2 separate regions of the Mus musculus genome follow, and region 2 is linked to region 1. The links are chromatin contacts, called in public HiChIP or PLAC-seq maps. All regions are on one chromosome and are shown on one strand. The core of a region is the stretch at or near the end of the contact, and the rest is flanking DNA. Distances in the headings are between cores, read along the strand shown. Region 1 holds the start of Tril (TLR4 interactor with leucine-rich repeats). Region 2 overlaps Gm16499 (a long non-coding RNA gene).

Region 1 (5,694 bases), core at 110-2,609:
AGGCCTAGGCGTGGCAGGTGCTGGAAGACGCGGGGGCCGAGGTGCTGTAGGCTGTTGGCTGAGAGGATGAGAGTAGAGAGGGAGCGCAGAGGGACAAAGGTGGCCGCGTGGCGCAGAGAGGGTTGCAGCTCGTTGGCCGAGAGATTGAGGAATCGAAGCTTACCCAGCTGGCTGAAGGCGTTCTTGCCCAAAAAACGGATCCGGTTAGATTCCAGGTGTAGGTAGAGCAGGTTGCCCAGGGGAGCGAAGACCGCGTCCGGCAGCGCTCCCAGCACGTTCCCGTCCAGCCGTAGCTTGACCAAACTCTCCAGGCCCTCGAAGGACCCGCGACTCAGGCGTCCAATCTCGTTGCCGTTGGCGTAAAGGATGCGCAACTTGCGCAGCGGAGCCAACGTGCCAGGAACGAGCGCCTGCAAGAGGTTGTTCCCCAGGTACAGCTCCTCTAGTCGTGAGAGCTTCTCGAAGGTCTTGGGGTGGAGAGAACGGATCTGGTTGTACTGCAGATCCAGCCGTCTGAGCTGCCCCAGACGGTGGAAGTCGAAGGCGGTGATGTTGGTGATGAAGTTGCCGCCTAGGCTGTAGGTGAGCACGTCCTGGGGACTAGGCAGCGAGCTGGTCTTGGGTACAGCGCGAAGTCCCCTGTTGGTGCATAGGAGATGTTGGGGGTGCTGGCAGTCGCAGCGCTCCGGGCACACGGACTCGGCCCGCGGCGGGAACGCCAGGCAGCCGCACACCACGAGCCAGAAGCGCACGGCACCCACACCCTCCATCGCCGCCCGCCCAGCGCGCTGCGGCCGGATCGTCTTCTGGGCCGGCCGGCTCTGTGTCTCCTCTGCATTCCCCTCGGCCGGGCCTGAGTCGCTAAAAAGGCCTCTTTCGTACTTCGCTGGTGCTCCGTCCAGCCCTTCCTCTTTGTCCCGGTGGCTCGCCCGGGTCTCCGCAGGCCAAGTTCGCGGAGCCAAATCAGAAGGCGCTGGGCGCTCGGCGAATCTGGGGTGCTACTTGTTGCATTTCTGCAGAAAACTGTTTCTTCGGGTGAGCGTCGGGGGCGGGAGGAGCGAGCAAGAGTTGGTGCTTTTTGTTTGCTCTGGAGTCCGGAGAGCTGGATTCCCTGGCGCGGATTCTCCCCGCCAAACGGATTCCCCCGCTGCAGGCGGGATCCCTTCCAAGAGCTGCTGGGGTGCGGCTTGGCTGCAGAGTACCGGCCGCTAGGCCCACGTCTCCGGCGCCTGCCCGCTCGCGATCCGGGGGGATTGGGAGTGCAGCCGGAGTGAGCAGCCTGGGGGACGCGCAAGCAGCGTCCGGAAGGGACCCATGTCGGCGTGGAGCGAGCAAACCGGCGGAAATTCGTTCTTCCCACACTCTGCCCCCCGGGGGATGCAGGCGGAGAAAGAGGAGACGGCGGAGGCAGGACAGACCCCGGCTGGGGGAGGAGGAAACACTAAGTGGCTCCGCGTCTGGTCAGCCCTAGCCCGGACGCCAAGTGAGAAAAGTAGGGATTAAAAACAGCTGTACGGGTCGGCGCGCAGGCTGGGGGCGGGGGTGGATTACCGGGCGAGCAAACGGGGATTGCAGACAGAGACCTTTTTATTTTAGGCCGGTTCGCCGGCGGCTTCGGCGCAGAGGCAGGGCGCCTACATTTTACCTACTCTTCTCTTCCCGGTGCCACCCTGCAAGATGTTGAGACAACACGGAATTCCCTGGCATCGTGCTCCAAGTTTAGGGGAACACAAGATTTCCTGGCAAGGCCATCAGTGGACTGTTGACAGGACTGTTGCTCAGTCCTTTTAAAGTGTTTGGGTTTCTGGTGTCCTTTGCTCATGTCCAAGGAGAGGCACCGCCTCTTTTAGGTTCCTAAACCGAATTATCTGCCGGTTCTCGCTCTGGGAAAACCTCTGAAGAAAGCTCAGAAGTGGAACTGTTACAGTGACTGTGACACGGACAGACTTGGCTATTCAGCTAGATTAATTCTCCTGCAGTGTTAAAGCCCTTCAAATAGCCTCGGAACCCGGGCCTGTATACAATACGCTGCACAGAGCCTTTGGAGATTGCTTCTTGAGGGGCCCGCCTACTTTGTGCCAGAGCTTATAGCAATCTTGAACGTTTTCAGGCTCCAAGGTGCTCAGGCTTAGATTTCTTGGGGGGTGCCAGGTGTCGGATATTAACTTTTATTATTAATACACAATAGTGCACCATTTTATCCGGGGTTCCCTTAGGGCCAGTGTCTGATAAGAATGAAAACAAGCAAGAGATAGCTGTTGCTTATTATTTGTTCATGCAAAGCAACATTTTGAAAGTAGCCCTTCAGGATTTACTGTGTGCTAGCAGTGTGGAAAATTAGAGCCCATATCCTGGCTTCAGGGGGCTGACTGTCTGTATGGGAAGAGAGGCACACTGACAGATCACATTAGGAAACTGAGCAAGGAAGAGGAGAAATCTGCAAAGATTCAAATAGTTTAGTCACTCTGTTATGTCATTTTCTTGTTGAGCAGTTTATCAAGGGGAGTGATGGAGCCATGTGCTGAACCTGGCAGGGTGGTAAGTGAAGACTTCATGGGTACAACAGCGACCCCAATTTGGTGGGAGATGGGTTTTGGACTAAAACAGGTAAGTCTGTAGTGAAGTACACCCAGTTTACTGTGTTTTGCTTTGAGCTTCGAATAAAAGGCAACTATGGAGACACAAGTGTTTGTTTTACTAAAATGAAACAAGGAGTTTACTTTTCAGTTACTGTGACAACCCCAAACTCCTGACTCCTCTGAGTGTAGCTGCAGGAAGGAGGAGAATCTGTTCTGGTACAGTGTTACATACCTTGCCAGTTCTGCTGGTCTTGGTCAGAGACACTGTCCTTGCCGGGAAGGAGGATCATATGGGGTTCACAGAGGAAACCATCCCCAAGTGCTGCTGACTTTCAGGTGAGCCCGCCCCAGAGATGCCTGGAGAGGACCTGTTTCCAAGTGCCCACCTCCCACAGCAGATAAGTAGAGGTCAGTTGGGAAGCTGAGAGATGCCTCATATGGAATTGGGAATAGCAGGAAGCAAATCTCAATGATTGGCAGGAGCCCGTATCACCTCTGGACCTTCTGCAGACATTCTCAGAACTAGGATAAGCAAAGGGAAGGAAGGGCACCTCCACACGGCTCTGCAGTGTGGCTGGATCACTTACCCTCCCTTACAGATAGATACAGATACCTCTAAGACTGACAGAGGAGTTGTCCACTATCTAAAGATAACAGGAGTGCGTGAGCACACACACACACACACACACACACACACACACACACACACAGAGAGAGAGAGAGAGAGAGAGAGAGAGAGACCAGTGTCAACTATTTCCATCGGGAGCCTGTATTGCCAATGAAAAAGCACCAACCATAGCTTTGTCTCAAAGACAATTGCTCTTCGATCACATTCTATCTTCTTGAAATAACCCATTTGCTGCAGGTGGTTAACACAATGGGTATAATGGAACATGTTTCTAGTTAGTAGGCACAGTTTCTGATGGTAGGTGTTGCTGGCACCCTCAACCCAACATTAGCAAGGAAGAATGTTTTGAACTCTACAGATAAAAGGGTAGCACACAGCACTCAGATTCCCTCTCCAAAAAAAAAAAAAAAAAAAAAAAAGGGACAGGTACCACATCCATCCACAAGTTTACCTTCTTGAGAAGCATGTGGCCTAAGGTCAGCTTTACAAGTGAGTGGCATTTAAATAATGCAGGGCACATTGATAAGACATTTTTATAATATGATATGCCCAGGTGTTTGGTTTATTTACTAAGAGCATTTCTCATTAAGGAATTATACTAAAATTTTACTTGAATTTGAATCTTAATCGCCACAAACACCACCCCTACTTCCATAGCAAAGAGCTGTAACTGCTCCAAATCTACATTTGCTTGGAGAACTTACTGCTAATGGAACACTAGGGAGAAGCATCCGGGAGAACTCAATGGGAGTCAGAACTGATAAGATGCAGAGCTGGACCACAGGGTGGTACCAGGTGGTGGGAGGCTGCTGACCAGGCAGCCTTGATGGTACCCAGTGATTCGAACAGAGAGGACGAGCTAGGAGCTCCAGGAAAAAGGCCCCAGGATGCTCCAGGAAGCCTGTGCTGAGGATGTTACCTGCATAGCAGTGAGCAACTGATGGAGGGGAAGCCTAAAAAGCCATGCAGTGCAGGGATTCAGGAAGTTTCAACTCTACCTGTATCCTTGGTGTCCAAGTTGAGTCCTGGTTCTTCCTCCCTGCCCCATGCTCCCAGAAATAAGACTCAGACTCAAAACATATTTACCATATATTTTAATCAAAAATATATTTGGCCATATAGTTGGGCTCTTCTCTGACTACATCATAACTTAAAATAACACTTTTATTTTAATCTGCATTCTGCCACATGGCTGGTTACCTGTGCTTAGGTACCATGTGGCTGTCTCCTCACATCTTCCCCAGGTGAAGCTCCCATGCCTTGCTCTATCCCAGGATCCCTTCTGCATGTTCCACCTCCTGTTTCCTACCTAAGCTATAGGCCATCAAATTTGTTATAGACAGGTGCCACATCCATCCACAGACAGACAGATAAAAGATATATTTTCTACACCTCAGGATGACATGTACTGGCTCAATTTTTCAGCAGTAGCACCCAACACTTAGCTCATGGGATGTCTTGAAACACTTGTTCCTTTCATCTCCTTGAAAGATCTCATCAGAGAGTAGACATTACACTTTGTAGTGAGAGAAATCTATACTTCAATAAATAAAATAGGTCTTCGGTTTTGGTGATATGGTTGGCAAGCATGGGGATATATCTGGACCAAGATATTCACCTGTACAGCATACACTTGAGCACTGATGATATTATATAGTCAGCATCACCCTTGGAGTATGGCAAAATGGGCTTCTTTCCCAAGTCCCATGTCTTGAAGGACCACATATTAGCTTTCCTCAGATGGTGTCTCTCCTGCTAAGAGCAGAATTTCAGGTCTCCACAGGGATGTCCCTTCCATTGCCAAGAGCATTCCCGCTCAAGGCCTCTGAGATCCAGGATTTCACTGTCTGTTTTACTGAGTCTTTGTAGGTCTTGTCCAGTCATTCTGGGAGCGATCAGGCTGCATGGTGTGTAGTCTAGACAGTCAAGAGAAGTCCAAGAGACTTCTCTTACAAAGGCAATCTTGAGACAGGGCTGGGGTTTTCCAATAGGATATGCTGAAGAAAACACTGGAAAGTGGAGGTAAGAACTGTAAAGAGGACTTGGGGGCCTGGGAACCTGGGGCCTCCTTTCTCACTAATTCTAGGCTCTTTGAATATCAGAGAGGCCTGAAAGACCAAGACAAAAAAATTATAAGAGTTTAATGGAAAACACTTTTTAGTGAGTATGAGTTCTTTATTCTAGTGTAGCTAGATAAGGCAAAGTCATGGCTGTCTCCATCCAAATAACTGGCTCATAACTATAAACTGTCTAGTAATTATAAACTTTTTGTTAATGGCTAGATTCCAGCTTGATCAGGTTCTGGGAGAGTCAAGTTTCGATTATGTTCCCATGGATAATTGACATAATCTCAGCTGGAGATCATGGAAGGAATGCTTTTTCAGAAGATGACCTGTGCACTGTGTGCTTTAAAAACTTGCACTCAAAATCTCTACCACACCATAAGGAATTGGGGCTGGTCCCATGGCACATACATATGCTACAGGG
Region 2 (5,065 bases), core at 586-3,085, 35 kb after region 1:
TGTGGTCCATCACACAGGGAAGCCAGGGCAGAAAATCAAGGCAGGAAACTGATGAAGCAAGTGATTGTAAAAGAGTACTGCTTACCGGCTTGCTCCTTGTGGCTTGCTCAGTCTGCTTTCTTATTCAACCTAGGACCATTTGCACAGGGGTGTCACCTTCCACAGTGTGCTGGGCCCTCTCACATTAATCATTAATCAAAGAAAGTGTTCCACAGACTTGCCAACAGGCCAGTCTGACTGACGGAGGCGTTTCCCATCTGGGAAGTTTCTTTTTCCAGATAATTCTACTCTAACTTGTGTCAAATTGACAAAAAACAAAACAAAGCAAAACAAAATAAGTACAACAACACAAACAACCCAACAGGGCAGCCTCTGCCTGCCCAGAATACATATGTGGTTAATGGTTCTACTCAACCTTTAGCTAGGAGAATGTCCAAGCTGCCATGATATCTAGAAGAGAAGAATGGACATAGCTCTTAGGGGCATAGAGTGGCTGGTGCTACCTCCTCCAGAGGTATGATTTATGATTTCCTCTTTTGGATAGAGAGTGAACCTCGTTCCATCTATGTGAAAGGTTCAGATAATGTTAAGTTTGAAATATGATGTGTGGACACAATGGAATATATGTAGCTAAATAGCCTAAGATAGAGGTGCTGTGTTGTTTCTTAACTCCACATCGTGGCTTCCAGACCTCCTCTGTTCCCTTTCCATCTAGCCAAGTTCATGTTAGATGACCACAAGTGGAAGCAATGAGGCAGACTCCAGTGTCAGAGAAGAGGCTGGCTGCTTTCTTCCCTTGACAATGGGAGCAGAAGACATGTAACAGGGCTGGATTGTGTGTGCTCCAAGCTGTGACAGCCTAGGCATAGTTTTAGCAAGACAGCATTGAGAGTCTGCTCATGTCTGCCAAGGGACGGAGGTAGCTTCCCAGACTTCAGTAAGAGGTCCCTGTTTTATTTGCTTCTCAGCTCTTGCAGCAGTTTTCACACCAATGCTTTATATTATATTCTCTGCTGCTTAGAATCTATAAAGTAGTTTCTGCTTTCCTGTTTGGACACTGAATGACATTTGGATAGAGATCTCTCCATGTCACAGTACAAGCTTCCTCATTCTAGGGTTCTGCTTTTGTTTTTGTTTTAAAGAATAAATTTCATTTTCATGAGACTCCCCCTCCCCCAAGTGAGTAGTTAGTTGGTATCTATCTTTCAATCAGTAGGAGCAATAAGGACATTCCCTTTTTCGGAAAGAGTGGTCCAGTTTACTAGGCAATATTTGTTGTGTCTTCCCGATTGGAATCACACATGCTAACACTTTTATGCCGGAAACTGAATGGCTGAGTTAGGAAACAGAGTTAAACTCCACTGGAATCCAGAGTGTGTCCATCTGTAGCTCATTATTTATTTGAAAGTATTGTTTATGTATGCCCTGGCTTTATATTTTCAATGGATTAAGCACCTCAAGGCTTGCTTCTCCTCCATTCTATGAAATAATGTAAACACTGCTTTCCCCTCAGTGGGTACCAGCAAATGAATAGGTTATTCACCTGGTGGTGTATAAAGGGCCCCACCTCTGCCATGCCTTCACGTGACTACAGCTTGCGAAGGAGTTATTCACAGAGCTAGCAGTCAGTTCATGTCAGTTCAGCTGGTTTTATTATTGAGCTTGCTCAGCATCCCTTTCATGGCTGGAATGGCTACAATCTTTTAAATGATTTGTAGGCAGTGCTGCCTATTCAGTTACATGCATATTGGAGGACTGCCCAGACCATCCCATTATTCTCCATCCTTTGAGGCCACACCAGTCTCCTCTCCAATAAACAGCAATCTGCCTCCACTCGCTGGAGACAGAAGGCCTCGGCTATGAAGGTCAGCTCTGTGCTGACAGTGCGCGAAGCTCTGCTTGTTGGGTTATTTGTCTCCGCCACCTGGCTTTCTCAACTCTCAGGCATTCAGATGCTGCTCCCACCCTACTTCCTGTTTCCCCAATTGTTGTAGTGTTCCAAAGTGGGGAAGGCATTTCCAATTGCCAGGCCAACTTTCAGTGGCTTCTCCTAGCAGGATTTCTCTTCAGCAGGTCCACGATGTCATAGCAACCTGATATGTGGCAGGAATCCTCAAACATCCGCAAGCATTGCACCCAATAGGCCTACGGCACCAAATCCTAAGATGAGCCTCCAGTCTCCTCCAAACTCAACAAGGACATATATGTTCTATCATCCTGAACACGACCCCATGAGGCAGAAACGCTTGCCAAATCCATTGGGAAATTCTACTTAAAGGTTAAAGCCAAAGCTGCTTTGCAAAGGAAAGCTGTTCTATGGTCAAGTTCACTGTCGGCCACAATAACAAAATGACTTACTAGTACTAATCAGCTAATCCTGGTAAGACACACCAACAGTCAAAACCACTGCTGATTCCAAAAGTTTAAACATGGCTGAGTTGCATCTCTTCTTTGCGGAGCTGAATTCTAGAAGATTCGCGTGAGTTATATTTCTAAATACTCAGCTAAAACGTCAGGAGGCTTGGGAGGATCATTTGCTTTCATTTTTGGATTTCATCCCTGGTGACAGACACCTAGCATTTGCATCCATTTCTAATAATCTGTAAGGAACAGTGAAGGCAGAGTATTGAATACGTGCCTCAATCATCTAAGATAAGATGACCCTGCTTGGCTAATTTTCTAGGTGGCTACATCTACACATGAGCTTAGAACTGGATCGTCGGCATGTTTAACACTCTTTTTCATGACTGGGGGTTAAACTCAGGACTGAACATAGACCAGGCCAATCTAATCCCAAGCCTGTTTTTATTTATTTATTTATTTAGAGACAGGATCATGCAAAATTAACCAGGCTGGTCTTGAACTTGTGAAGTTCTTGTCACAACCTACCTGGTGGTAAGGATTATAGGCTTAGACCACATCACCAAGCCAATTGGAAATAGGTTTTAAATGGTCAAAACAGAAGGAATGAAAGTTCATCCTCCAGCCGTGGTGGCACACTGGAGATCACTTAGTGCTTTCATTTTTCTCACTAGGATTTCACACATAAGTTGTAACATGCAAGACCATCCCTCAGAGTCCCAGGTTTGACATGATCACTGTATTAGCTTTGCCCTTATGACACAGGCCCACTAGGTCAAGGGCAAAGAAAGTTCTAGATCCTGGGTCTCCATCGGTTTTTGTTCAGAAGACTCCATTCTATCTCTCACATCCTTATCCCATTTGGCTGCTAGGGTACCAGGGACTCATCTATGAGTACATTTGAGACAGACTCATCTCTCTGGGGGAAATTCATACAGCAATCTGGACTTACTTAGTTCATTATAAGTGAGACAGACTTTTTAAAAGTTGCTCAAGAAGGGCTGCCCCACTTCATCTGGCATGGGGCCTGTCATTCTTGGAGTTCTGATGCTGGCATCAGCTGTCCTTGCAAGGAGAACTCAGTGGCTGGAACTGTACACTCTGCTCTTTAACCACTGGCTCCGGTAGCTGGTGAAGAAGAATAAAGAAAAGAGGAATAGATTTTAAAACCGGGTGTTTTCTATGTACCCAAAGAGGAGGGGGGTTGAGGAAATAAATACCTTCTTAGCATATCTAATTTGAATTATGTTCTACCCAAATCCAGAATTGTCTCCTTCAGCCACTGAGAGAATGAGAGGAGACAAAATCATGCAACATTTCCAGCGAGACTGAACCCACAAGTGCTGAGAGCTCCTCGCGTCTGCTTTGACGCTACATTGACGCTCCATGGCATGGAAAAGGGGCTGGCTTCCTAATGTGGAGAGGAAGTTTATGCATTCTAAGTAAGCTGGATTTTAAACATTCTATTTTAAGGACCTCCCCGTCTTCTAAGAGTGGAACTTGCCCAGATTTTCCTTAATTCAAGGTGGATAAACACATGGTATACCACAAAATCCAAAAGATGGTTAAACACAGTTTCCCATTAGAGAATACCCCAGTTCATTCAATAACAAATACGGACAAATGAGTGCCAAGAACCAGGCCCTCTATTAGGAGTTATGGATCCAGGACTAAGCAGGAGCAAAGCTAGGTCCTCCTAGTCCTCACGTTGCTTTTCTGAATGGCTTCTGGATTGAATTAGAACATTACCAAATTGTCCTTCCCTAAATGGGCGTGGTCGCCAATATGTTGAAAGGGAAATAATAATAATAAAAAAAAATCTTATGCAAAGAATTCCTGCAACTCTCCCTCAGCACCAGTGCCTCGAGTGTTTTTTTAATTCTGTTGTACTGGCTGCAATGAATGAGTTTTAAATTCATGTTTTCCCCATGGAAGTTGTTGTCCTCTGGAAACCATTTTGCCAAAGAAAAGAAATGATCTTTTCTGGGGCGATTCAGACACAGAGCTGGGAGTGATTCTGGCAGAATGAGCGCAGGAGGGAAAGGATATTAGCAATTGGAAAATGGGTTCTTGCCAGAGGCTCTGTGTGATGACATTAGAATCGACATGATGGAATTAGACTGGGGGTTCTCTGCGGGTCTGCTTAGGCTCAGAGCATCCAATAACCCACTGAGGCGGCTGCAAGACAGCTATGGCCACCCTTTATTATCTCGGGAATGGAAATGTTATTTTGAATTCCATGGTTTGGGGAGATTGACCAGATTAGCTCTTGATTCTAAGCGATGGCAACTCTGCTGTCACACCTGTTCCAGTCCCTCTGTACAGTACCTTTCTTCACTTTTAAAAAGGTCCCTAGAACAGCCTCATTGCTCTAGGGAAAGAGGAAGGAAGGGATGAGGTAGGAAGAAGAGGGGAAAGGGAGAAAAGGAAGGAAGAAAGGATGGAGAGTGGAAGGAGGAAGAGAGAGAGAGAGAGAGAGAGAGGGAGGGAGGGAGGGAGGGAGAGAGGAGGGGGGAGGAAGGGGAGAAGGGAGAGAGGGAGGAAGGGAGGGAGGGAGGGAATAAGAAAGTCTCTCTGCTTTGCCAGGGAAGAGAAGCTGCTCTCTCCTTGGACGTCCTGCTCACCTAGGCACCTGGGGTCCATCTTTCATCTGGCTCTAATCATCTTGGCCAAGGTGACTATTTGTCAGTCATAGGGGATGGGG

What was found. HiChIP or PLAC-seq counts read pairs in DNA pulled down with a chosen protein or histone mark.
Region 2: a contact with region 1 is called in an H3K27ac HiChIP or PLAC-seq map of neural progenitor cells, with 4 times the contacts expected there. The contact joins the enhancer-like site here to the promoter of Tril in region 1. A contact is called at or near these places in 5 of 39 promoter capture datasets (the 3T3-L1 cell line, frontonasal cranial neural crest, macrophages and 2 more), 17 of 484 Hi-C or Micro-C datasets (brain, cerebral cortex, conventional type 1 dendritic cells and 7 more), 7 of 115 datasets of contacts at active chromatin or transcription factors (astrocytes, embryonic stem cells, heart atrium and 2 more) and 3 of 9 other capture datasets (adipose tissue, liver and pancreatic islet).

What each region holds. Positions count from the first base shown.
Region 1 is chr6:53,819,466-53,825,159 of GRCm38.p6, forward strand. It overlaps Tril (TLR4 interactor with leucine-rich repeats), which reads right to left and starts at 1,360. Exons shown (of 1, transcript NM_025817.4): 1 at 1-1,360. The coding sequence starts at 770.
Region 2 is chr6:53,853,571-53,858,635 of GRCm38.p6, forward strand. It overlaps Gm16499 (a long non-coding RNA gene), which reads left to right. Exons shown (of 4, transcript XR_001785256.1): 2 at 3,626-3,803; 3 at 4,948-5,035. Among named protein-coding and RNA genes, the nearest start is that of Gm16499, 11 kb to the left of the region's middle. Within about 2 kb of position 1,836, at least 39 of the 459 cell types and tissues checked have an H3K27ac peak or open chromatin away from gene starts, as enhancers often do. A contact at or near this core is called in adipose tissue, cerebral cortex, forebrain and 3 more, where this site is marked.